Linked DNA regions of Mus musculus: all the other regions are linked to region 1. The links are chromatin contacts, called in public HiChIP or PLAC-seq maps. All regions are on one chromosome and are shown on one strand. The core of a region is the stretch at or near the end of the contact, and the rest is flanking DNA. Distances in the headings are between cores, read along the strand shown.

Region 1 (4,937 bases), core at 1,389-3,888:
CTCTTGCAAGGGCAGACTGTTCTTGTACCATAGGACTTGAGGAATGGGGTAGCCGTTTCTCCCCACACAGGTAGCAACCTAAGGAGGACAGGACGAGAGTCTCCTTGCGTCTGCCACATACCACCCCCCCCCACCCCCGTCCCTGCTTAGCCTCTATCCACCATCATTTGACCGAGTGCCTCTCACCTCCCTGAGCTCTTGCCTGTCCACATGGATGCCCACGACATTGGCTTGAATAGTTGGTTCCTCTGGGGCTTCTACAGTGGAAGGGGAATGAACAGGGACATGGAGACCCATCTTTGCTACATGGTCCACACGACCCTGAAGGCAGAAACGAGGGGGGCACTCACTGAAGACCTGAAGCTCAACGTAGTGATCCTGGAGCCGTGGTCGCTTGCTCTTACACAGGAACATTCGCTCATCATGGGGAGTGACGTGACTCAGGGCCAGAGTAGCCACCGAGTCTTGGAGGCTAAGGCGGTGCTCATATTCACCAGGTTCCCGCTGGCCCTTGCCTTGGTGCACACGGAAAATCAGTATCTGCCTCTCCTTGTGAATCTGAGGGAAAGGAGCTGAGAGATGAGCTACCTGCCAGAGAGACAGTTGCTTCCCACACAACTACTGCCCTCCAAAGTCCAGGCGCTCACCAAAAACCAGTCCACTTGGCTGAAGTTGCCTGAGGCCCGTGAGGGGCCACACTTGAGAAGGGCTGTGCTGCCCACTTCTGCCTCCACCAGGTCGGGCGTGGGTACTGGCTGCTTTTCCTCTCCTGGCACACCTGGGGAAAGAGAGGGGCATGCCCAGGCAGCTTTGTCAGCTCCAGGTGTTCTGTCCGGTCCCCTCCCCTCTCCTGGTTCACTGCAGCTGTCCCACTTGAAGGGTCTGGGGAGGGCCTTACCCTCTCCTTACCCTCAACTTCACCAAGCCCACACCCCCAACCTGGGTCAGACCTCTCCCAGTGTAATACGGAGTGAAACACAGACAGAGTGACTGGGTATATCTTAGAAGAAGCTGGTGGAGAGACAGATAAGAGCAACATGGGCTCTGGGCCAAGATGAAGGCCCCTTTGCTCCTGGGCCCCTTCCTAGTCCTGGTGAGCTCAGACTAGGGGAATGTAAGGCATGTGCCAGGCTGGGGCACACAGGCCCCTTTGTGTGCCCCCCCTCCACGAAGACGTCACTATTCTACCCTCTGTCCCCCAAATCCTCTGGAAGACACAGTGAGCCAACTCTAGCCAGAGGCTATGATTTATGTTCCCACAGTAGCATGTCAAGAAACGCTGCAATACAATCTGAAGACCCCATCCAAGTCTAGAGGGGTCAGTCTCCGCCAAGGGTTAGGTCAAAAACCAGAGAGTGGGCAGGAGTGACGTCAGTGGTGCCAGCATGCTGCCAGCTCTTAGAAGAGGTGATGTCACTAAGCACAATCTGCCTGGACCCTGGGATGTCTGGACTGTGTGGCTTCCAGACTGGAGGGAAGGTGGGAATAGCCTTCTACCAACAGCAGGAACTTTGAATCCCTGCTTTCTAAGGGCCAGAAGAGCAGGGCAGAGCGAAACTGAGTTTTCTGTGCTGCGATTGCCTAGCTGGGTTTAGCCCTTTCCCCAGAAATAAGGTCAGTCTGGGAGGCACTAGACTGGAGTACCCCAGGGACGTGGCTGGCACTGGGCAAGAGGCCAGAGAAGTGGGTAATGCCCAGTCCTCCCCTTCCCCAGCCTGACCAGTGGCTGAGACGCGAGAAAGAGCCAAGAATAACACACGACACCGCTGCGTGTGCCCTACAAGGGAAGCCCGGACCCAGGAAAGCATGTCTACTCGATGGCTTAAAGGAAAGCTCCGAGGTGCCAGGCTCTCTCCACCTGACTCTAGTGGACCACAGAAGCTGTTACTGTTGTAGAACTTCTCCATCTGTTGTCTTTCCCCTGTAATCCCGTCAAACCCGGAGGCGCAAGGAGACCCACACCACCCGCTGCCCTTGCCAACGCCCAGCCCCAGCAGGAGCGGCCTCCTCCCTCGCTCACCTCCAAACTGGCGTGAGGCCCAGGCGGAGGGGGAGGGGTCGGCGGCCCCCTCCAGCTAGGGAAACTGCCTTTTCCAGCAACAGGCGGGCGCGGGATGCACGGGTTGGGGATGCGCCCCGGCTGCGCCTCTCTGCCGGGACTCCAGCACCCAGCATCCAGCACCCAGAGCGAACACCTGCGGGAGGCCGGGCCCAGCGTCCTGCAGAAGCTCGGCCCCACCCCTTCCCGCTCGCTGCTGCAGCAACCCGACTAGTCCGTTCCCAGAATACTCTAAAACCTAGGCTGCACACCCGCAAAGAAGTTGCACGCACGCGGGGCGCCTGGAAATCGGGGACTCTGGCAAGAAGGAGCGCCCACTGGGGTGCAGAGCCCCGACTCTACGTTGCTACCAGCTCTGATCTCCGGTACACTCAGGCGGCACAGTCCGGCTCCGTCGAAGACATCCCCAAACTCCCAACGCCTGGGCTCTGAGGGACGCGGGTCGGGCCCCCCACAGCCCCCTCAACATAAAGAACTCACCCGCGGCACGGCGACAGCAGCAGCAGGCAGCGAACAAGAAGACGCACACCAGTTTGGGCAGCCCCATGCTTCCCCGACGGAGGGCGCGAGCCAAGTGAGGAACTCGCCGCTGTCGGGGGCTGACGTCAGGGGGGCGGGGGAGGGGACCCCGGGCGCCGCCCGGCCCCGCCCCGCGTAGCCCCCCGCCCCCTCCCCGCGCCCTAGGGGGCGGGCCCCCGGCGCGCTGGCTGCGAGCTGCTGCTCCCCGATCCAGGCCTAGAGGCTAACTCCCGTTTTCTGGCTTGGAAAGGTTGAAGGAGCAATGACAGGTGTCCTGGGGCTCGAATGACTGGCCGAGGCGGCAGAAGCTGGCCCGGTCGCTGTAGACTCTTGGACGCAGTAGCAGCGCTCGCTCAGGTTTGTCCACTACTAGCGGGGACCCTCTAGCAGAGGAGCAACAGAGAGGTATCCCTGATAGAGGACTCTCAGTCAGGTTCCTCTACCCTGCTGTGGAGGCATGGAGCTGGCCCTGGTCGCCTTCTGGAATGACCGCTTCACTGCGGCGGCTGCCGGCTTGGCACTGTTCCAGAGTCTTCGCTGGCCTGGCAGCCTTGGAGGAAGAACTGTGCCAGGTCCCACAGACCTAGGGGTGCCTGCAAGGGGGCGGGAGAGTTGGAAACGGTGCCTTTTGGGTTATCTTTTCATATTCGAATTCTTGCAAGTCCCTCTTACCCTAGAGAAGGGAGGAAGGGGTCTGAATTCACAAGCCCATGGTCCACGCCCTGACCCAGATAATCCTTTTTGTCTTCTGGTCTCTGTCTCGGTTTCCCTCACCTCAATGAGGAAAAGTTAATACTAACGGATGTGGGAGTCTACAGCCTGTCTCCCAGAAACCTATTACTCTCTCTAATGCTTGAAAGCTGCCTTCCCTACCCACCCCTCAACTCTCTCACGGGGCAACGGCCTCAGGTTACTGAAAGCCTAAGTCTCCCACACAGAAAGGTGCCAGGAGCCCTAGCCTCCATCCTTTCTAATCCCAACTTCTCCCTGGGTCTTCTGGACTCTTAGATTCAAAAAGGCTCTAGCACCAGAGCTTCAGGAAGGGTTTCACCCTTGGCTGGGACTCTCACCAGGGAGGGGTCTGTCACCCCACAGGGAACAAACAGCCTTTCTGCCGCTGCTGGAGAGAGGGAGGAGGGTTGAGGCAGCAAACCCCAGAGATGGCCAGGTGACTTGAGAGGATGCTCTGGGCTGTGTTCTGATGACTCAGATGACTGGCAAATCACATCTACCTCATCACTCAAATCTCATTGACCCTCCTCCCTGGCCATTAGCCTCCAGACAGAGCCATGCCGACTGGCCTCAGGCTTGGGCTCTTGATGGGAGAGAGGAAGAGGGCCCTGCCTCCTCTGCCCTCCAGAGTGAACTGAGGAGCACTGGCCCCTGGCCCCTGGCCCAGAGCAAAATAGGAAGAAAAGCCTGTTCTCTGCAGCGATGGCTAAAGGATGCTGTCTGGCTAGGCAGGGCAAGTGCTGCACCCCCTCCCTGTTTCTTCATTTAACACCATTAACTTATCCTCTTCTCTGGCAGTCTGAAAAGAAAGGCAGCTAACCACCAAGGACAGTCGGTTCTGAATTCTTCCTCTTAGATGGATGCCAGGTGGGGGTTGAAGGAGTCGTTTCTGCAGTGAAAGGGAAATAAGATTACAGCTCAGGGTGACATCCCAGCCTTCCTGGTGCACAGAACCAAAGCAAACAAACAGACTATACTTTTAAGAGGTCTGGCCCCAGCCGGGCAGAGGCAAGCGGATTTCTGAGTTCAAAGCCAGCCTGATCTACAGAGTGAGTTCCAGGACAGCCAGGACTACACAGAAAAACCCTGTCTTAAAAAAACAAACAAACAAAAAAAAAGGTCTGGCCCCTATGGCCACTTTATATAGTAACTTGGGTCCTGAGAGCTTGGTGGCCCAGAGCAAGCTCTTCATCATTTGTTTCTGTCTCGTTTCCTATTAGGGTTTTTGAAGACACCCACTGGTGTCTTACCATTTGAAAAAATGAAGACCACACAGGCAGGCATCCGTTCCCTGAATTCGGCACTAACCTGAGGACTGGAAGTCTACGGTGGCATCTCCCTAAGTTACTGGGATGGTGCTGAGGCCTCTGGCGTTACTGCCCCCCATCCCCATTCTGTGTCAAGTACACAAAACACGTTCTCAGCAGACTTTGCTGACACAAAGGATGTTCCTCTGTCCTGAGCCGAACTTCAGTCTTTCCCATGTTTCTGTGTAAGGAGCTGTTAGCTTACTAGGAAAATCAAAAAGAACACAAACCTGAAAGTAGCACATTTCTGTGCCAGGTAGACAGCGTTGGCTGACTGGTAGATACCTGAGCTACACTCCCAGCTACTCTCAGATGCAGAG
Region 2 (4,937 bases), core at 865-3,364, 380 kb before region 1:
TACCAAGGTGAATCATCACATCTCCACCATCTGCCTGATGCCTGTGCTCACCAGTTCACCCCACAGCTTCCCCCTCCACCTCCTACTGCAGAGTCAGAGTCAAATAGCTCTACTCAGTTCTACTGGAAACAACTCCCTAAAGGGATAGAGAGCCCAAGTTAGACTCCAGAGGCAGAGTTTACAGACAGATGCAAACGTGTAAATCCCTGCTGAGCCCCAGATGGAGTCAACTTGGGGGCCTTGAAGGAAGGCAAGAGTTTAGAGAGGTGGACTTGAAAAAGGAGCGAAGGTGACAGGAAGCTGCCTGGGTTGCTGGGGACAGGTGGCTGTGGCACACATACCTGAGGAATAGCATGTCTGGTGCAGTGAAGTCGTAGGTAAGGTCTAATACATCAAAGGAGTGTACATTTGGGAGAAATTTATTTTTGCAGGGCTGAGGCTCAAACTCTGGGCCCTGTATATGCTAGGCAAGCATCTACCTGCTGAGATGCACTGCCAGGACTACTTTAGATAAAAATGTAAAGGCCTTCTACCTGGGGCATTGAAGCCCTATCTAACAGGTCTATTGTTTTCAAGAGTTGTAGGGCCATTCTCTCTCTCACAGGCTGTTTTTGCACACGCTAGGCAAGGGCTCTACTCCAAAAATGTTTGTTTGTTATAGAGACCCAAGCAATACTTGCCAGCCTGGAACTCATGTAGATGAAACTGTCTTTGAGCCCTTCATCTCCTGGCTCTTCTCTCTAGTGTTAGGATAACAGCCTGAGCCACCATACCTAGCCATATATATAAATGGTTTTACTATTGTATACGATATCAGAAAAACAAGACAAAAGACACCTGTTTCTTACAGGTGATGGGGAGTCATTAAAGGACACTAGATCTATAGGGCCTAGTTAGGTGTGGTTATTTGACCTGTGTAGGTGTAGATTTGGTTTGTTTGTTTTTGAGACATAGTCTGGCTATACCGACAATGGAACTCAAATCGTGGGCTTAAGCCACCCTCCCCCCTCAGCTCCTGAGAAGTGCAGGGCTGGGATGTGAGTACGAGGAAGCTCCCCCTGTCCACTGGGTAGGAAGTGGAAAAGAACAGAAACAGTAGTTAGAAAAGGACCCATAAGGCCGGAGCGAGGCTCCAAGGTCAAGAGCACTTGCTACTCTTGCAGAGGACTGGGGTTCAATTCCTAGCACCCACATAGTGATTTCCACCATCTGTAACCTCAGTTCCAAGGAAACCAGGGCCTTCTTCTGACCTCCATGGGCACTAGGCGGTCACATGCACACATACACACAGGCGCAGGCAAAACTCTCATACACGGAAAATAAAAAGGTTTGAAGTCTAATTTAAAAAAAAAATGAAAGAAAAGTAAGGGGAAAGACCCATAGAGAGACAGGATGGGGGACAGGATAAGGTGACGGCAGAAGAAGGGACACTGGAGAGTGGGTAGATAGTGCTGCCATTGTACCATGTGTCCCCATCCTCTCTGAAAGAGCCACCTGCTCTAGGGACCAAAAGACCAAGATGGGGAATCAGTTTACCCATCAGGGGAAGTGAGTGTGTCACCCACAACAGTGTGCCTGGTGGCAAGAAAGATTTAAGGTAACCATGAACCAACCCCTACTGGCAGGAGCCCCTCACTCTCCTCAAAGGGGGTCAGCACAGAGACGAGATCGCCAGAGCCTAGAGGACAGAACAGCCCACTGTCTCTTACTTCCCTGGGGCCCATCACTTATATCACTGTGTTTTGAACCCATAGTAGTTCGGGTGTAATTGGTTTTGTATTGCCCAGGGAGGAGGTTGACCAGGGCAGGGCAGGGCAGGAAGAACAGAGTAAGGAGCTGAGGAAACGCAGGTGCAGGGCAGCTGTGAGTGAAAGGTATGAAAACAGGCACCCTGTCTTCCTCTGTGGTTAGCAGGCAAACAACCTGAGAGCTGGGGTGATGGAGGGCAGTGGCAGATGGGGAGGAGGACGCGGAGGTAGGGACTTCCGGAGATATAACAGGCACGCCCCCTTCTTTTCCACTCAGAAAACGCTTCCTCCCTACCCTGCGCCTAGTCTCCCTGTGTGTGACTCATATTTGCCTCCGCTGCTGGGTTCCTGTGCCTAGGGAGTTTACTCTCTGCTTGGGAAGTAGCTGGAAACTTAGGCTCCGCCCCTTTCCCAGAAGCCTTTGGAGGGAAGTGTGGGTAGTAGCTCTCATTGTAGCGTTATTGATTGACTAAAGACAGGCAAACGTGCCTTTAAGCAAACCTCCTCTTTGAGCAAGACAGGTCTGTAAAATAAGAGGAAGATTACATACCTCAAGCGTGTGTGGATTAAACCAAATAGGAGGCCATTTCCTCAGTTTCAGCAATAATCAAGACAGGAAGAAGGGGAGAAATTTAGAGGAAGTAAGCCAGCTACATCAGCACTCAACCATTCCCCACCCCCAGTGAGAGCTTAGATTTACTACCCACTGTCCTTACAGAATTGGAATATTGGCTTCTTGTTCCTATCAGGTTCCATTCCCAAATGTCAGTACTGACTGCAATCCCTAAGCCTTCCATCTTTAAGAACACCCTACCACTTTGTGAGTGACTACTGGTCCAGTTTACATACAAACAAACGAACAAAAACGAAAGAAAAGAAGAGAAAAGAAAAGACCTGAAGTTTCAGGCCAGGGATGTGGCTCAGTGGTGGAACAGTTGCTCAGCACTACCAAAAATTAGAATAAAAAATTATATTTAAGAGACAGGGCGGGGCTGGTGAGATGGCTCAGTGGGTAAGAGCACCCGACTGTTCTTCCGAAGGTCCAGAGTTCAAATCCCAGCAACCACATGGTGGCTCACAACCATCTGTAACAAGATCTGACTCCCTCTTCTGGAGTGTCTGAAGACAGCTACAGTGTACTTACATACAATAAATAAATAAATCTTAAAAAAAAAAAAAAAAAAAAAGAGACAGGGCATGGGGGCATGTGCCTTTAATCCCAGAACCCAGCAAGCAGAGACTACCCAAAGCTCAGGTCAACCTGGTCTACATAGTAAATTCCAAGCTAGCCAAGGCTATAGAGGGAGATCCTGTCTAAAATAAATATGCAGAAGGGAGGAAGGAGGGTAAAGATGGCATGCTTAAGGACAGGCCAAGAGGAAACAGAATAGTACAGACAAAAAGCATTAGCCTGGAAGGACAGGAAACCTCACAGGTGGCAGCTTCCTCTCAGAGGAAAAAAGAAGAAGAAGAAGAAGAAGAAGAAGATATGGCTATCGTTTTCATTTCTCTTTCTTTTGGTCCTTACAGTACAAGGAACTGGCCTTCTACAGTAACAGCACGGAGATTCCCCTACAGGACAGTAACTTCTGCTCTACAGTCGAGGGACCCTTACTGACGTCCTTTAAGGCGGTATTCATGCCTGTGGCCTACAGCCTCATCTTCCTCCTGGGTATGATGGGAAACATCCTGGTGCTGGTAATCCTGGAGAGGCACCGGCACACGCGGAGCTCAACCGAGACCTTCCTGTTCCACCTCGCAGTAGCCGACCTTCTCTTAGTCTTCATCCTGCCTTTTGCAGTGGCTGAGGGCTCTGTGGGTTGGGTCCTAGGGACCTTCCTCTGCAAAACTGTGATCGCTCTGCACAAGATCAATTTCTACTGCAGCAGCCTGCTGCTGGCCTGTATAGCTGTAGACCGGTACCTAGCCATCGTCCATGCTGTTCACGCCTACCGCCGCCGTCGACTCCTCTCCATCCACATCACCTGCACGGCCATTTGGCTGGCCGGCTTCCTGTTCGCCTTACCGGAACTCCTCTTTGCCAAGGTTGGCCAACCTCATAACAACGACTCCTTACCACAGTGCACCTTCTCCCAGGAAAACGAAGCGGAAACTAGAGCCTGGTTCACCTCCCGTTTCCTCTACCACATCGGGGGCTTCCTACTACCGATGCTTGTGATGGGATGGTGTTACGTGGGCGTGGTCCACAGGCTACTGCAGGCCCAGCGGCGCCCTCAGCGGCAGAAGGCGGTCAGGGTGGCCATTTTAGTGACAAGCATTTTCTTCCTCTGCTGGTCGCCCTACCACATTGTCATCTTCCTAGATACACTGGAGAGGCTGAAGGCTGTGAATAGCAGCTGCGAGCTGAGTGGCTATCTCTCTGTGGCCATCACCTTGTGTGAATTCCTGGGCCTGGCACACTGCTGTCTCAATCCCATGCTCTACACCTTCGCTGGCGTAAAGTTCCGCAGTGACCTCTCTCGGCTTCTGACCAAGCTGGGCTGTGCTGGCCCGGCCTCCCTTTGCCAACTTTTCCCCAACTGGCGCAAGAGTAGTCTCTCTGAGTCAGAGAATGCTACTTCCCTCACCACCTTCTAGATCCCGGAAGTCTCGGGGCCCCTGTCTGTTTCTGTTTTCCTTGGGAGGATAAAGTGGTGGCGGAACCCATCCAACTCGAGCTTGGGCCAGTGTCCCCAGATGGGAAAGCTAGATAAACTCTCTCAAACTTTCCCAAAGGGGAAAGCAGCCCAAAGGCAAAGCAAGCTATATCCAGGCCACCTGTATCACCTTAGATGAAGAGAACTCCATACACCTCCCATCCTAACCAGCTAAAGCTAAGCTCAGCTTTATTTCTTCCTGGCCATAGGGACAACCACCTCTGCTGTGGCCCACAGTCTCATCTTCCTCCTGATTATGAGCCCAGACTCTCCTCCCAGAATGTATTCCATCATCTTAAAGACTACTGGCTGCCACAGCTACCCACCACTCCTATACCACAGAGGAATAGCCAGCTGGCGGCGGCAGACTATGGCCTTAATGTGCCTGTCTCATAAATACAGACTTCATGCCAGACCTTCAACCGTGCCTTTCTCTTAACCAAGCAGAAAGCTGAAACCGATCTACTTTAGGTAGCTGTCTGGTTCCAACCTAACCAGCATTGGGTCAGCCCCATGTTACTGGATCTTGGAT
Region 3 (4,937 bases), core at 1,446-3,945, 310 kb before region 1:
CCTGTCTTGAAAGGCAGATAGACCAACAGACAGAAAGAAAGTTCCAACTCCCGATTTTTGTCTATGTAATCTAATATCTGCTTTTTAGGAAATACCAATTAAAGTGTTCCTGGGTGAAAGGATATGCTGTTGACAAATTATTAAATAATTCATTCGAAATGATACACTTTTAAGGGTTTACTATGGGGACACAGCTACTGACACCTGAACTCCTGTCCTCTTGACTGAACAAGTGTCTTTACCTCTGAGTTATCTCTCCAGCCCTAAAAATCAGATGTAACCCCGTGGCAGAGCAGTGGCCTAGCACACCTAAGGCCCTGGATTCTATTCTCAGCATCAATCAGCCATCAATTAGGAAAAACAAAACAAAACATAGCATAACAAGGAGCTGGGTCCGGCAGTGCGCACCTTTAATCCCAGCACTGCAGAGGCAGGTGGGTCTATTTGAATTTGAGGGAATTCCTGGATAAAGAGCTACATAATGAAACGTCTCAGAACCAACTCTCCCAGGTTGTCCCCTGACCTCCTCACTAGCACCGTGGCATGCTCGCATGCATGTACACACATAAATAAAATGTAACATATATGTATAAACATGAGCAGAACATGATGATGCCTGCCTGTAATCTTTTTTTTTTTAAATAATTTACTTTTGATTTTACATGTATCGGTCATTTTGCCTCCGTGTGTGTCTATAGAAGGGTGTTGAATTCCCTGGAACAGGAGTTACAGACAGTTGTGAGCTGTCAATGTGGGTGCTGGGAATTGAACCCAGACCCTCTGGAATGGTTGCCAGCGCTCTTTACCACGGAGCCATCTCTCCTGCCCTGCATGGCTGTAATCTTGGGGAGTAACTGAAGAGGCTCAGGATTTCCCAGCTACTCTCAGTGCACAGAGTTCAAAGTCCAGCCTCTAAAAACTGCAAAACCCTGAAAAGGAAAAGAATATATGTGGATACATGCATATGTCCATATAGGGCTGAGAGTCTAGTTGCACCGTACAGCACTTCTCTAGCATGTACAAGGCCCACCAATTCCCAGAACTGAGAAAAATAAATGGATAAAAAAAGTTAATATAGGGCTGGTGAGATGGCTCAGTGGGTAAGAGCACCCGACTGCTCTTCTGAAGGTCAGGAGTTCAAATCCCAGCAACCACATGGTGGCTCACAACCATCCGTAACGAGATCTGACTCCCTCTTCTGGAGTGTCTGAAGACAGCTACAGTGTACTTACATATAATAAATAAATAAATCTTAAAAAAAAGTTAATATATATAAAGTTAATAAGGTTGTAAAGAAAATTTTACAGCATATAGAATTTTCTGAAACTTGAAGTTAAAAACAAAATTTTAAATCAATTTGCTATTTAATTTAATCTCTGCTCTACTATCTACTGAGGTTGTAATCTTGGATAAACTGTTTAAAACTTTTATGAAATATAAATTTAATTAAAAATAAGATACAGCCGGGCATGGTGGCGCAAGCCTTTAATCCCAGCACTCGGGAGGCAGAGGCAGGCGGATTTCTGAGTTCGAGGCCAGCTTGGCCTACAGAGTGAGTTCCAGGACAGTCAAGGCTGCTCAAAGAAACCTTATCTCGAAAAACCAAAAAAAAAAAAAAAAAAAAAAGATACAGCTGGCATGGTGGCACACACCTTTAATCTCTGCACACAGGAGGCAGAGACAGTCAGATCTCTGTGAGTTCCAGGACAGCCAGAACTACACAGAGAAACCCTGTCTCAAAAACCGAAATCAGTACATTAAATAAAACATAAAACCTTTGTAAAAACAAAAAAACAAAACTAGATATGCTCTAAAAGCACTCATGAATTCTGGAATATAGATATTAATACAATCATGGAATCACTGTGTCTTTAAGTAAGAGCTTTTCTCAAATGTGATAAAGAATGGTCTGGGATATGTTTCTCCTGTATCTTCATATTCTTTTGTTATGACATTTTATTTATTTATTTATTTATTCAGTTGGAGGAAAGTCACCTGGATGAACCTTGACCCTCCTTTGAGCCATCCCATCTTTCTTTGTTCTCTTCATTCATTTCTTTCTTGCTTTCCTTCTTTTTATTTTATTTTATTTCTGTGTGTAGCCTCCTGAAACTAGCTCTGTAGGCCTTGAACTCAGAGATCTGCCTGCCTCTACCTCCAGAGTGCTGGGATTAAAGAAAGGCCTAAAGTGCGCCGCCACGCCCTTTTTTTTCCTTGCCTTTAAAAACAAAAAAAACTTGCTGGACTAGCAGCCTGCAACACCACGCCCCCGCATTTAAACTCCTCCCTAGCTCACCCACCCAGAGATACACCCCCTCGAGCCAAGGTCTCTGGAATCCCAGATTTGCTTGTGTAGTTTATGGTAACTTTGAATTTGCGCTTCCGCCGAGTGTCTGATTACAGGCGCGTAGCTCAAAATCTGGTTCTAGGAGGTGCGGGCTTCGAACTTGCTAGACAGGCACTCTACCAGCTGAGCTACATCCGCAGGCGCAGGAAAACCTGATGAGCGCGAGCTGGATGAATCCTCAGGCAATCCTGAGTATCTGCAGGGGTGCTGCGCTCTTGACCGCTCCCACCTGCGATTGCCCGCGGTTTGAGGAAGCACCTTCCACGCAGGCGAGTCTCTCCGTCTCTTGCACCCCGCACAACTCGTCTCCTCTAGCCTTAAAAGTGGACCCCAAATTCCAGGACCGGAACTTCTGGGCCAGCCTCCATGGCCAGGTTCCGGGCTTGCTGGATTGGGATATGGGCAACGAGTGCTTCTTGACCTTCACCACGACACACTTGTCCGAGGCCGAGCAGAAACGTGAGTGGGGGCGGGAGAGGGGGGAGGCGCGTGGGTGGCTGCCGCATCGAGTGGGCGGACTGCCTCTGGCTTCCCAGGCTCGCCAGCCTCATTGGGATCAGGAGGGTCTCGAAACCCACGCAGGAGTGGGCGTGGCCCTTACCGCCACTGAGTCTCCAGAGCCCACGTATTGTGGGCTATCACCATTTATCCCGTCATCCCCCCCAGAACATTCCTAGACCTCTTCTGAGCTTTGGCGCTTGGGCATGGGAACTTGGCATGCGATAGGCTTTATTTTTTGGTGTAAGAAAAAAAATCATCGTTCCCTTTGGAGAGGAATCTTGCCTCTTTGGTCGTTGCTGGTTATGATTTTGTTTTGAAGCCCAGGCTTGCCTCAAGACTTTACAGCTGACTGGTGCTCTAGGCATGGGCCACCATCCCTGGCTGCTAGCCCACCTCTCCTTGTTTTATCTGTAGTACAAGATGGAGTTAATATTGTCAAAAGGATGGCAGACCTGTCCTTTTTAAGGTTTTCCTCTTCCGTGGACCGAAAGTTCAGTAGTTTTAGGTGACCACCCTTGCCTTTAAAGTGTTTTTTTTCTTAATCCAGTGCAAAGTCGTTGGGTTAACACTACTTTCCTCCCATTGATAGCCAGAGCCATCATTTCCATGTCCACATATGGAGTAAGTCTTACTCTCCAGAAGCTGAGCCCAGGAGTTCTAGACCAGCCTAAAGGTGGCTTGTGCAAGGCCCTAGTCTTTGTTTCCGGACAGGTTTTGTGTTTTGTTTTGTTTTGAGACAGGTTCCCACACTTGTAGCATTGGGCTGGGTCCAGAACCCTGGATCAGGCTGGAGTCCCTGGCTTGGGACTATTTATCCAAGTAGGAACAGTAAAGTAGGCGGATAGAAGTCGGGGCATGGGATTCTGGGGAAAAGTGTGACTGGCAACACATGTTGAGTGGCTTTGGTCTACAGTTAGAATTTCAGGAGTGAGAACACTTGGACCAAGGCTTGAACCCTGAGGCATTCCCGAATAGAGACTGAGGAAGCATAACCATCCCCAAGAAGACAGCCAGGAGTAAAGACAGTGGTCCAGCCAACAGGAACCCTGCGGATAAGATGTTTCCAGGCCTGAGATTGGGAGATAGGCAGGAGGGTCTGGAGCTCAAGGTTAGCCTTAGCTTCAGCAGGACTCAAGGGCTGCTTGGCTAGAGACTATGCCCTCCCCTTCCCCCAAATGGAGCAATAAAGGGGGTCAACAAAGGGAATTGGGGTGAACCTGATCAAAGACATCATTAGATATGTGTGTGAAAGTGCTGTAACATTTTTATTTGTTGGTTGTGAGACAGGGGCTCACTGTCTGACTGAGGTCTTGCCATATGACATGCATGAAAAGTCAGTACCTCCTATAGGAGTTGGCTCATTCTGTTATGAGGTTAAACTCAAATTGGCAGGCCAGGCAGCAAACTCTGACTCACCGAACCATCTCATAGGCTCTGATATGCTTTTATGTCTTCTAAAGGTGCTGTGTAATTTTTGCATTCCAAACGTAATCCTTCTACCTCAGACTCCCAAATTCTGGGATTATATTACCCTGTACAGCCCCCCTTGGCTTTACAATGTTTTTACATGGGTCAAAGTTGTCATACAGTTTTTGTGCCCCAAATTCACAATCTTCCAATTTAAACTACTGGGATTATAGGCGTATATCCTTAAGGATATGTTTATCAACCAAAGTTTTTGTGCCTTTTTTGGTTTTTGTTTATTTGTTATTCAAGACAGGGTTTCTCAATGTATCCCTGGCAGTCCTGGAACAGACTTGAACTCAGAGAGACCCACCTGCCTCTGCCTCCCAAGTGCTAGGATTAAAGCCCTGCACCACTATACTGGATAAAACAAATTTTTTTTTTCTCGAGACAGGGTTTCTCTGTGTAGCCCTGGCTGTCCTGGAACTCAGTCTGTAGACCAGGCTGGCCTCAAACTCAGAAATCTGCCTGCCTCTGTCTCCCAAGTGCTGGGATTAAAGGCGTGCACCACCATGCCCAGCTTCAACACAGTCTTAAACAATATTTTGTCTTGTTTTGTGGTTGAAGATTGAACCCAAACTTGTGCCTCTCACACGAGGGTTTTGCTGATGAACTATATGTAACC

What was found. HiChIP or PLAC-seq counts read pairs in DNA pulled down with a chosen protein or histone mark.
Region 2: an H3K4me3 HiChIP or PLAC-seq map of bone marrow-derived macrophages shows a contact between it and region 1, with 3 times the contacts expected there. The contact joins the enhancer-like site here to the promoter of Mcam in region 1. A contact is called at or near these places in 19 of 484 Hi-C or Micro-C datasets (B cells, the Ba/F3 cell line, CD4 T cells and 6 more) and 1 of 115 datasets of contacts at active chromatin or transcription factors (bone marrow-derived macrophages).
Region 3: a contact with region 1 is called in an H3K4me3 HiChIP or PLAC-seq map of embryonic stem cells, with 15 read pairs. The contact joins the promoter of Foxr1 here to the promoter of Mcam in region 1. A contact is called at or near these places in 1 of 39 promoter capture datasets (embryonic stem cells), 1 of 484 Hi-C or Micro-C datasets (the G1E-ER4 cell line), 2 of 115 datasets of contacts at active chromatin or transcription factors (both in embryonic stem cells) and 2 of 9 other capture datasets (adipose tissue and liver).

What each region holds. Positions count from the first base shown.
Region 1 is chr9:44,132,359-44,137,295 of GRCm38.p6, reverse strand. It overlaps Mcam (melanoma cell adhesion molecule), which reads right to left and starts at 2,638. Exons shown (of 16, transcript NM_023061.2): 1 at 2,540-2,638; 2 at 648-778; 3 at 351-558; 4 at 187-257; 5 at 1-78. The coding sequence starts at 2,606. It overlaps Gm10687 (predicted gene 10687), which reads left to right and starts at 2,811. Exons shown (of 2, transcript NR_152189.1): 1 at 2,811-2,935.
Region 2 is chr9:44,512,643-44,517,579 of GRCm38.p6, reverse strand. It overlaps Cxcr5 (chemokine (C-X-C motif) receptor 5), which reads left to right. Exons shown (of 2, transcript NM_007551.3): 2 at 3,279-4,937. The coding sequence ends at 4,346. Among named protein-coding and RNA genes, the nearest start is that of Cxcr5, 11 kb to the left of the region's middle. Within about 2 kb of position 2,114, at least 160 of the 459 cell types and tissues checked have an H3K27ac peak or open chromatin away from gene starts, as enhancers often do. A contact at or near this core is called in B cells, the Ba/F3 cell line, LSK cells and 2 more, where this site is marked.
Region 3 is chr9:44,438,626-44,443,562 of GRCm38.p6, reverse strand. It overlaps Foxr1 (forkhead box R1), which reads left to right and starts at 2,695. Exons shown (of 5, transcript NM_001033469.2): 1 at 2,695-2,806. The coding sequence starts at 2,746.